Regions from separate parts of the Mus musculus genome. Here region 1 is linked to region 2. The links are chromatin contacts, called in public HiChIP or PLAC-seq maps. All regions are on one chromosome and are shown on one strand. The core of a region is the stretch at or near the end of the contact, and the rest is flanking DNA. Distances in the headings are between cores, read along the strand shown.

Region 1 (5,736 bases), core at 1,176-3,675, 590 kb after region 2:
ATGAACTGCAGTTCCAGCCAGAAGAAACCGTGAGGCTCAGTAAAGCGGCCTGTGTGGCAGAAGAACAAGAAGTCACCAGAACATCAGAAGTTCTTTGGTGAGTTACTCTCTATGAAGTCATGCCAAGGGAAGACCAGCAGAGTGATGCCAGGTGAACCAATACAACAGCATCATCAGTGACAACTAGCAAGGTGAGCCAATGTCAGAGCCCCTCCCACCGTCTGTGGGGTCACATCCCATGTCCACTTCAGCAAAACATGTCTTACATGTGCCTGCTGCAATATTCTAAACTTCCTTTCACCTGTCTGCCCCAGGAAACATCATATGACACAATTGAATTTCCAAAGAAACCAGAAATTTCCACTTCAAACCTTTATTTATTTATTTATTTATTTATTTTGTTTTTTTCGAGACAGGGTTTCTCTGTGTAGCCCTGGCTGTCCTGGAACTCACTCTGTAGACCAGGTTGGCCTCAAACTCAGAAATCCTCCTGCCTCTGCCTGGGATTAAAGGTGTGCGAGACCACTGCCCGGCCCTTCTTTTATTTTTTTAGATGATTTATTTATTTATCTATGTGCGTATGAGTTTGTGTAAGTGTATGTGCACATGTGTATACAGGTACAGACACCTGAAGGCATCAGGTATCTTGTCTATCATTCTCAGCTTATTCCTTTTTTAATTATTATGGAATATTTTTTCTTTATGTGTATCTGTTTACTGTGTCTGTGCCTGATTACTGCAAAAGCCAGAGGGAGGCATCAGAATCCCGAGACCTAGAGTTACAGATGTTTGTGAACCACCTTGTAGGTGTTGCGATTCAAACCTAAGTCCTTTGGGAAAACGGCCCAGTGCTCTTAACCACACGGCCATCTCTCCTGCCTCTTGGCAGAGTTTCTGCCTGAACCTATAGCTCGTATTCTCTGGGCTAGGCTGGAAGCCAGCCACCCTCAGAGATCTTCCAGTACCAGCTCCACTCACACCTGGGTACGTACTGAACACACAGCTTTTTATGTGGCTGTTGGAATCAGAACTCCAGTCCTCCTGGTTGTGAAACAAGCACTCCTAACTGCTGAGTCAACACTCTACCCTCAATTCCCAACTTAATTCTTTTTTTTTTTTTTTCTTTAACCTTCATTTCGAAGTTTATGTTGTAGCACTTTGTTTCAATATAATGTAACTTACTGATCAGGACTGTTTATAAATGTAACACTTGGCCTATGTGTAAGTGTGTATGTATACACATATGTGTGTATGTATACACACATATGTGTGCTCATGGAGGCCAGAAACCATGAGTCGCCTGATGTGAACACAGGGAACAAAATTCTAGTCCTCTGAGACAGGATCTCACCAAGTAACTCTGGCTGGCCTGCAACTTGCTATGTAGACCAGACTGACCTTAGACATGTCATAGAGATCCACCTGTGTCAGACTCCCATATACTGGGTTAAAGGTATCTGTCACCACCCAGTCTATCCCCCCCCCTTTAAATTAAAAAAAAAACAAAACAAACAAACAAACAAAACAAACAAACAATCAGTATGTTAAGTGAAAAACCATGTTGTCTTACTACATGCTCAGAAAACTGTCTACTTCTACATGAAGAGACTTTTCTGTATGGATTTGATTCGCTTCCCAGTGAAAGCTCCCTCCCGAGACACTTCTTTGGGATCAGTCCTGATGCTCTCCTTATATAAGTAATAATACAATTTTACCTCTTAATTGTGTGTATTGACTTTGAGTCTACTGTGGTGTGGGGGAGGGACTGTGAGCTGTTGGGCTACAATTATGCACTGATCAAAATCCTTAGAATGGAGCAGAGTGGGCAGTGTCACATGACACCAGTGTTCCTTGCCTTCAGGAAGCTGCCACGGGGTGTGGTGGGGGGTGGGGTGGGGGTAGGGGGTGAGGGGATGAGGGCTGGAGGCAGTGTCCAAATTTCATATGTACATCTGATATGCTGGGTTTGATTTTAAATTTTTAAGTAACCAATTACTATGACTAGTTGCTTTATTCTACAGAGTGTGCCAACGACTCAGACAGAAGTGTGTTGTAGTTGGCTTGGTGGTACACACCTGTAAACCCAGTACTTCTGCAGGTGAAGGCAGAAGGCTCTCCAGTTCCAGGCCAGTCTCAGCTACAGGGTAAGACTCTGTCTCAAAACAAACAAGCCCCAATAAGTAGATCCCTTCGCTCCGCTTGAATGCCAGTGTTTATTCTTAGACGGAACAGTCCTTGGGAACTACAGAAATGCTCTTTTTGGAGAAAAGGAAGTTTAAAAACGGGTGCAACACTGTGAGTTGTGAACTAACGGGCTGAGCAGGGAAAACCCAGGCCCCGAGCAGAGGGGGAAGGCTGAGGTGGCCAGGCAGCGGAGGCAGGGGCGGGAGTGGACAAAGAAAGGAAACCCAGAACAATAGCGCCCCTCCACCTCTGCTCCCGGGAGGCGTGGCTGCCTCAAGGGTGGGATTGGCTCAAAACTGCATGGGGGATTAGAAGTTACCTCGCAGAGGCTTTTAAATATTTTCTGTGAATTCTAAATGTGGCTGAGGGAAGAGAAGCGTCTCCAGGACCAGGCGCTTCTTCAGGCCCCACTTTCTAACTTCACTGCCGCGAGATGGGGTCGCTGACGACAACACCATCTCAATTAGTCTCTTTCTTTGTTTTTATTTAGTTTTTTTTTTTTCTCTTTTCTTTTCTTTTCTTTTCTTTTCTTTTCTTTTACTTAGAATCTCACATAGCCCGGGCTGGGCTGAAACCTGCTGTACCCGAGGACGACCCTGAGTTTCCTGATTTCTTGACTTCTTCCCAAGCACTGAGATTCCAGACAGTGTGCCACCACACTCCCGTGTTTGCTTGACCATTTCTTTCTTTCTTTCTTTTTTTTTTTTTTAAAGATTTATTTTGTTAATATATGTAAGTACACTGTAGCTGTCCTCAGACACTCCAGAAGAGGGAGTCAGATCCTGTTGCGGATGGTTGTGAGCCACCATGTGGTTGCTGGGATTTGAACTCTGGACCTTCGGAAGAGCAGTCGGGTGCTCTTACCCACTGAGCCATCTCACCAGCCCTCTTTTTTTTTTTTTTAAGATTTATTTATTATTATATCTAAGTACACTGTAGCTGTCTTCAGATACACCAGAAGAGGGCGGCGGATTTCATTACAGATGGTTGTGAGCCACCATGTGGTTGCTGGGATTTGAACTCAGGACCTTCAGAAGAGCAGTCAGTGCTCTTAACCACTGAGCCATCTCACCAGCCCAGCTTGACAATTTCTATAGGGATCAAATTTAACAGTGATGTCATAAAATCTTTTCATAGAGAAAGCTGCTCTTAGACCTGCACTCTGGGGCTGGAGAGATGGCTCAGTGGTTAAGAGCACAGACTGCTCTTCCAGATGTCTTGAATTCAATTCCCAGCATCCACATACATGGTGGCTCACAACCATCTGTATTGGGATCTGAAGCCCTCTTCTGGTGTGTCTGAAGATAGCTACAGGATACTCATACATATAAAATAGATAAATAAATAAATTAAAAACAAAAACAAAAAACCTGCACTCTGCACTCCCAGTACTTGGCAGGCAGAAGGCTGAAGGTTTCTGCAGCATTCAGGCTGGCCAGAGCTGCAGAGCAAGATCCTGTCTAGTCTCAAACCTTCTTTCTATACAGTTAAGGATGACCTTGAACTTCTCATCTACCTGTTTCCCCCAAGTGCCAGGGCTGGTCACCAGCTAAAAATTTGCTGTTGCTCGGTTCAGTATACATGCCTGGCATTTGGGAGGCTTAAGCAGTAAGTCCCCGGCCAGCCTGATCTACAAAGCCGGGGAAGGCTCCATAATGAGATTCCATCCCAAAACCAAAGCAATTACAATACAGGACTGGAGAGACAACTCCATTAAAGTGCTATTCATGAACACAGGAGGATTAGTTTGGATCTCAGAACACATACAAACACCAGTAATTCCAGCACTGAAGGCAGAAATAGGGAACACCCCCCACAAAGCTGGTTAGTGAGCTCTGGGTTCACTTGAGAGACCCTGACTCAATGAATGAGGTGGACAGCTACTGAAGACACCCCTGACACCTACCCTGGGCCTCCACAGGCTTACACATCCATGTGCACACACTGAGGGAGATACAAATGCACATGAGTGTTTGCACCACACACGTACACAGGAAAACAAAAGAGTACTCTGTGTTGTTTGGATTGTTGTTTATCTCCATCTGAAAAGCGCTAGTGTGTTTTACCTTGCCTAAGTCAGAGTCGGGATTTCTCTAACGTGGGCACCTCATCTGGGGCTGCTGTTCTGCCAATGACCATATATGATCTCTCACCTGATTTTATCATGACGTTCTCATTGCAAAGGGGAGGTGTGAACCGACAGTTCTGGTCCCAAGCACTCAGAAGCTATTATTTAATCTCCTTTAGTTAATGCATGACTGTCGATACGTCATATGCTCAGGAGAAAGTAGCAAATTGGATCAACTGTATAGATCACTCTGGAAATAAAGAAATTAATTAAAATAAATTGGGTCACACTTAGTTATATTTCGGGCTGAATTCTTTGTTTATTCTAGTTTGTTTTCCTGGAGCCATTAGAGCAGGATCCTCCTGATGGATGGAGGGAATTCATTTGCACTGAGCTCCATTTGACCTAGGGGAGCCCTTTCCGAGTCTTTACCCATCCCACCATCGTTTTGCTCTATGTACACTATCAAAGCAAACTAGCCTTTTCACCTCAGGCCCTACCAGTGTTCACACAACAGTGTCTATGGTCATTGAGTAACCAGCACTTCTCAAAGTTTCAAGTGCCCATGAGTCTCCTGGGGATCACTTACCATACAGAATGCATGCTAGAGACATGCTCAGCAGTAAAGAGCACACACTACTCCTGCAGAGGACCTGAGTTAGGATCCCATCACCCACATCAATTGGGTCACATCTCCAGTTCCATGGGAATCCTATGGCCTCTGAAGGCATCTGCACTCATACACACATACCTACACACAGATACACACACACATCTTAAACATAATAATAAATAGGTAAATCATAGTAGAATACAGAATTTCTCCCTCCATCCTCTCTCTGTCTTTCCTTCTTTGTCTCTTCCTGAGATGTGATCTCTTGATGCAGTACTAGCTGACATGAAATTGCAATACTGCTCTTGCTTCCCAAGTATAGGGACTATAGACACATGTCACCAAAGCCTGGATAAGCATCTTAAATTTCTGTCTTTTGGGGGAGGAGAGTGTGATGGTGGGGCAAGACAGTTTCCCTATGTCACCCAGGCTGGCTTCAAACCAGACTGGCTTCAAACTCAAGAGATCCACTTGCTTCTGCATCCTGAATGCTGGGATTAAAGGCCTGAGCCACCAAGCCTGGCTAAAAATGTTCATTTTAACAAGTGCTCAATTGCTGCTTCTTTGTGCTCTATATCTAAATTAACAAGGGGATAAGCTGTTACATCTGTCACTAGGGTTTCTAACACCCTTTGGAAATGGATGTTATTTGTAATGAAAAACAACTAATTCTTTAATTAATAAACAAATACCCCTTTCATATTTCATTTGTGAACTACAACTGGAATGAAGGTCATACAACAAATGTGCAGGACACGAATATACAGGTTTGCTGGTGGCACTGGGAGACAGAAATAAACTTCTCTTTAGCGCATGGTTCTTCTGCTACAGCCACACCCACTGCAGCCAAGTGTGGAGGCACATACCTCTG
Region 2 (6,059 bases), core at 934-3,433:
CAGTGCATGGAAATGCAATGTATGTGAGTAGATTATTATCCACAAACCAAAAGGAACAGATCTCATACAGAATGCATAGACCACACTGGCTGAAAGACGCTGTACACAGAGGACTGAGTGTCACTTGATTCCACTTATCATAACCTGTTAAGATGCAAACCTAGCCAGGCTTGGTGGCACACACCCGGTATCAGGAAGCAGAGGCAGGGGCATTGTGATTTCAAGGCCAGCCAGCTCTGTATGAAAATGGTGTTACAGAATAGGCAAATCCACAGAGACAGAAAGATGGCCCATTGCCTGAGACCAGAGATGAGCCTAGGATTGGGGACCAGCCACAAGGGACAGAGGGTCAGTCTGAGGTGATGACTTTTAAAACCAGATTGTGTGGTGATTACACAGGACACTTAGAGCAAATACATCTTACTGTCCAAAAATTATACTTCAATTTTAAAAAGTCAACTCATCCCGTGGTAAGCCTTAAATCATACTTTAAGAGAGGCTCTTCAAAAAAAATATTCCAAAGCATTAAGTAGGACAGGAAGCCAAACAAGATGGGTTTCAGGGCAATAGCCCAACTCTTTTTTAGATCAATGTAGCAGTGATTTCCCCCACCAGCAACCCACTGGTGTAATGCTATCTTCACTTTGTTATTTCATTCATTCATTCTGTTTTATCTTTTCTTTTTTTCGTTTGTTTGTTTGTTTGTTTGTTTGTTTCTCGAGACAGGGTTTCTCTGTATAGCCCTGGCTGTCCTGCAACTCACTTTGTAGACCAGGCTGTCCTTGAACTCAGAAATCCACCTGCCTCTGCCTCTATTTTATCTTTTTGTGATACTGGGAATCAGACCAGACCCTCCCACATTTCTTACTTTTTGTTTTGAGGCTCAGGCTGTGCTTGAGTTGACCATCTTCCTGTGTCAGGGATCACAGGCCTGGGCCACCAGACTTGGCTCTATGCTGTCCTTTATGATCCAGAGAGACAAAGGAACAGAACTGTACATTGTTCACGTCCTACCTTGGCAAGAGCCCCAGCTGGAAGCCAGTACATGCCTCTTAATGCTGTAGTTCGTGCAATACTATATCTAGCCTGGTTCTTGAGCCTTCTTCAAGGCAGGCCTGGGACCTCACCCCAATCTAAAATACCTGGGTGTATCCAACTGGAGCAGTTGAGACACCACCCTGCATTCTTCTGTCTCTAGCCTACCCAGCCTGAAGTTGCTTGTATTGTAATGTTAAGTGCAGACCACCACCACCCCCACCACCCCCACCTAGAATCTACATATAGCCCTAATGACCCCAAGTTAATTCTGATTGGTGAATAAAGATGCCAACAGCCAATAGCTTGACAGTAGAGAAGTAGGTGGGGTTTAGGTTTCACAGGCTTGGCAGTAAAGGACTATGAAGAATTTAGAGCTTATTGTAAATATAAAGGCTGAGAGTGCGACTTTTACTGGGGAACTAGTTGGTTTAAGGTGGGGTTGAAACCATGGGCTTAGATTTTAAATGATTTTCTACAACAACCCAGCTCTTGCCTAGCTGCAGTTGGCCTTCTAAGCTGCTCCCTGGAGTGTCTGGATGCTGCGCAGGAAGCTGCTGGCACAAGGTCAGAGCTTATGTCGCCCGCCTTGTGTCTCCAAAGCCCTTAAAGCCAGCTCAGTTGCAGTTCCTAGGGAAAATGTCCCCTCTACCCCTCTAAAATCAAAATGAGGGTTTGATACACTGGAACAGATGACCAAATACGCAGCACAGAGATACACGCTGTGCACAGGGGCAGCTCAAGAAGGGGATCACTCACGAACGCTTCCTCAGTGGCATGGGAAATCGGGGAATCTAGCCATCCTGAGAGGTAGTGAATAATTTTCAAGGTAACTGAAGGTCCCAAAGACAAACAATAGAGGTAAATTAATCTCTCTGGTGTGGGCCAAAGCTGCAGGCAATAAATAGCCTGTGACAAAGTCTGAGTGTGATGACGTCCCTGGGCCTTCCCTGGTTGGCAGCATCTGTGGGAGGAAATCAAAGGCAGCTGTATCCTTTGGCCAACCTGATCATTAGGTAGATCAGAGACTACTTTTTTACTTTTTTTACTTTTCAAAGTAAAGCCTGTTCCAGCCTCTGCTGACCCAGGTACCTTTCATCAGCAAGTCAACATACCAGAGTGCTACATTTGGGAGGTAACATTCCTCGGATTCCTTCGACAAGTAAACGCCTTCTGTCTACAGAGCAGGCTCCTACCTGTCACTTCAGAAGCCATGGTCCCACCTCCAGAAACTTGGGGCCCTCGATACTTTCTTTCGTTCAAACTACTTTACAAGTTTTTTCTCCTATAATGTTCATAAAACACAGGCCCCTGCAAGCTCTGCTGTGTACCAGTCACCCTATTATCACAACCAAACAATAGAAAGGATATCACAGGCTGGAACCACACAGTCCAGTAGTCTCTCACAAAATGCCAAGTAGGCAGAGAATGGAATCACCCCTTTTTAAATATTAAGGAGACAAATGGCTAGAGTTTAAAAAGATGTGTGTGTGTGTGTTCGAAAGTGCATGCATGTACATGTCTGGCATGTGTGTTTGCATGTGTCTGTGCATGTTTCTTCTGTTTATGGTTGAGGTGTATAGCAGAAAAGCACAGACAATGGCCAAAAGAAAATCAAGACAGAATCTCTTCATAAACTAAAAGGCACAGCTGAGTAAGCTGCACCCGGAGACGCAGGGGAAAGCAACTGGGAGCCCCTCTCCGGCCCACAGGGAGGAGAGAAAAGTGCTGAGGGTGCGTTTTCCAGAGCAGGTTCCCAGTTCCTCAGTCAGTCACCCCATCACTGTGAGTCCTGAGATCTAGACAATGCCTCAACCTCTGGTCCAGCCCTCTTCTTAGCAAGATCATAAGGGAGGTGTCAAGATCACGAGACCGTGAGACAGGAAGTAAATGTCTCCACAGGTGATCTATCTGCCTTTTGTCACATGGCAGTTTTATAACAGCAGGAGAAGCTGCCCACGATTAGTAGAAACTTCCTGAAAGGGATGAGGGAACCATCGCTCTAGGCTGACTCAGAAGTCCACATCAATTATCAACTTTCTAGCGCAAGTCCTTTCTTGATATTATATTTGGCAAAACACTATTAAAAAAAAAATCTAGAGTCACAAGAGAACCTGAGGAACAACTGCACGCTCTGGCTAACTCCTGTCTGTCTACTGTGATCAGTCAGGAGCCCCATCCCAAGGACATGCTCTAAAACTAGGGCTTGCAAAAGAAAATCAGAGTGGCAGAGTTCTCTAGCACATTATTTTCCCATGTGTTCCAAAATCTGGAGCCGTCGGGAAGTGTTTGCTTAGGTGTTTGTGGCCAAAGGCACTAACATGTTATCTGGAAGCTGGCCTGCTCGTGTTTTGTAGGAAAATTCTAGCAATTCCTAAGCATGTAAAGGGTCATGCTATCCGTGGGCGAGGAGCATGCATGACATCGAGGATGCAGCAGTGGCTGGTGTCATTCAGAAGAACTAGGTTTGTCAGACCACTGTCCAATGGCCAGGCCCCCACTCTCCAGATTGTCACTAGATTCCACTACCACCCTTCTCCTCTCTTGCTCATCTCTGTGTTAGTCCCTAAGCACACCGGGTACAGCCCTGTCCCAGGCTTCCCTGTCACCTGGAAGCCTTTCTCCCCAGTGACTCTCTCCACGTCTTCTCACTGAAGCCTTCCCTCACAGCCTCTGAAAGGCTGTACTCTTCGTACACGCTTTACTCTGTGATTTTCCACATGTAGCACATCAACCCATCGATTCAACCCTTTACCTTGTCTCTCTCACTCCACTGAAATCCACAAGGGAAGGGATTTGCAGTTTAGGTTTGCCCTTGAATTTGCAGTGTCTAGAACAGTGGTGACCCCATAATGGAAATGTAATGAGTGTGTTGCATGAATGGATGAGTTAGGAGTAAACGTTTCCTTGGGCTGAGAGTTGAGCATAACTGTCACAATGAAGACTATGAAACATCATGGACCAGAAGCTGGTCCTCCAGGTGTGTGCAAGTGTGTTCATGTGTCATCATGCATGGTGACACACATCTGGAGATCAGATAACACTTGTGGGAGTCATTCTCTCCTTTTATCCTGTAGATCAGACCGTCAGCCTCCGAAGCAGTGCCTGTATCCACTGAACCAGCTCATCAAGAGCTTGAGACGTATGGGATGTGAAATGTGTGAGATGCGAAAGGAGAAGGAAGGACTCTCTGGGGAGGAAGAAAGGTAACAGAAGGACAGAAGGAAGGAGGAGGGCAGTGGGGTGAGAGCACTAACAATGAAGTTTAAGAACATATATGCATGTAAGTTCCATAATGTCAACTTTACAATGTAATCAAGAAAAGATCTTTATTTATTTTGACTCACTGTTCTGGTCCAAGGTCAAGAGGCTACATCTGCCTTCTATCTGGCAGAGTCCGAAGGTGGTACAGGACATCACAGCTCTAGAGATAGTAAGTATGCATCCTCCCGTACTCTACAAGCAAACCAAGTTCTGTTCTGTTGTTCACAGTCAGGATTCATGGTCATTGTGAGTTTTCAAAACGGACAAACCACAGCATCTCTCATTTTCAAATGTCTGGGAATTTAGTTGTTCTTGTCATTTCTTTTAATTTTTTTATTTTTATTTTAATTTTTGTTTTGTTTTGTTTTGTTTTGTTTTGTTTTTCGAGACAGGGTTTCTCTGTGTAGCCCTGGCTGTCCTGGAACTCACTTTGTAGACCACGCTGGCCTCGAACTCAGAGATCCACCTGCCTCTGCCTCCCAAGTGCTGGGATTAAAGGAGTGCACCACCACGCCCAGCATCTTTTCTTTTCTTTTCTTTTCTTTTCTTTTCTTTTCTTTTCTTTTCTTGTCTTGTCTTGTCTTGTCTCGTCTCGTCTCGTCTCGTCTCGTCTCGTCTCGTCTCTTCTCTTCTCTTCTCTTCTCTCCTCTCCTCTCCTCTCCGCTCCTCTCCTCTCCTCTCCTCTTCTTTTCTCTTTCCTCTTTCTTCTTCCCTCTTCCCTCTTTCCTCTTTCTTCTTCCCTCTTCCCTCTTTCCTTTTTCCTCTTTCTTCTTCCCTCTTTCCTCTTCTCTCTTCTCTTTTTTCTCTTTTTTCTTTTCTATTTTGGTTTTGGTTTGGTTTGTTTGGTTGTTTTGGGTTTTGTTTTTCAAAACAGAGTTTCTTGGCTATCTTGGAACTCAATCTGTAGACCAGACTAGCCTGCCTCTGCCTCCTGAGTGCTGGGATTAAAGGCTTGTGCTACCACCATCACCAGGCTGGTTCTTGTCATTTCTGTTTGTGTGCAGCATTAAGGATAGAACTTGGGGCCCTGCACATGCTGAGAAGCACTCTGCCACTGAGTCATGGCTCCCAGCCCTCTTGGTCAGCAGTTCTAACTTAGAGCAATATGGCACTGTTAAACTCCTGGCTCCTGGGTATCCCACTGCACCCAGCATCTCTTAGGAACTGAGACAACCAACCTTTTTTTTTTTTACCTCTGTTTTCTGATTGTCTTGACAGCTTTACTTAAATGAAAAAGGTAGTTTTTAAGGAGATAGTGTCAAAATTATATAAAAATTTTAAGTTTTTTTTCACACTATGTATGCTAGGTGAATACATTGAGCTATTTCTTTAGACCTTTCTGTCTCAGTTTCTTTTCTTGTTATTGAGATAGAATACTCTGTCAAAAGCAACTTAAAGGAGAAAGGGTTTGTTCTGCTCATATTTCTAGGTTACAGCCCATCATAGCAGGGGGAGTCAAGGCATCAGGAACTTGAGGCTGTGGGTCACACTGTGTTCATAGAACAGTGGATGCACGCTGGTGCCCAGCACCCTTCTCTACTTATATAGGCTAAGATTCCAGTCTAGAGTGGCTCACGCCTTTAATCCCAGCACTTGGGAGGCAGAGGCAGGTGGATTTCTGAGTTTGAGGCCAGCCTGGTCTACAGAGTGAGTTCCTGGACAGCCAGGGCTACACAGAGAAAACCTGTCTCAACAAACCAAAGAGAGAGAGAGAGAGAGAGAGAGAGAGAGAGAGAGGGAGAGAGAGAGAGAGAGAGAGA

Evidence for each region. HiChIP or PLAC-seq counts read pairs in DNA pulled down with a chosen protein or histone mark.
Region 1: an H3K27ac HiChIP or PLAC-seq map of embryonic stem cells shows a contact between it and region 2, with 8 read pairs. The contact joins two enhancer-like sites. A contact is called at or near these places in 2 of 115 datasets of contacts at active chromatin or transcription factors (bone marrow-derived macrophages and embryonic stem cells).

The regions. Positions count from the first base shown.
Region 1 is chr11:23,208,961-23,214,696 of GRCm38.p6, forward strand. No RefSeq gene overlaps it. Among named protein-coding and RNA genes, the nearest start is that of Xpo1, 44 kb to the right of the region's middle. Within about 2 kb of position 2,426, at least 106 of the 459 cell types and tissues checked have an H3K27ac peak or open chromatin away from gene starts, as enhancers often do. A contact at or near this core is called in embryonic stem cells, where this site is marked.
Region 2 is chr11:22,619,923-22,625,981 of GRCm38.p6, forward strand. No RefSeq gene overlaps it. Among named protein-coding and RNA genes, the nearest start is that of Gm12052, 11 kb to the left of the region's middle. Within about 2 kb of position 2,184, at least 39 of the 459 cell types and tissues checked have an H3K27ac peak or open chromatin away from gene starts, as enhancers often do. A contact at or near this core is called in embryonic stem cells, where this site is marked.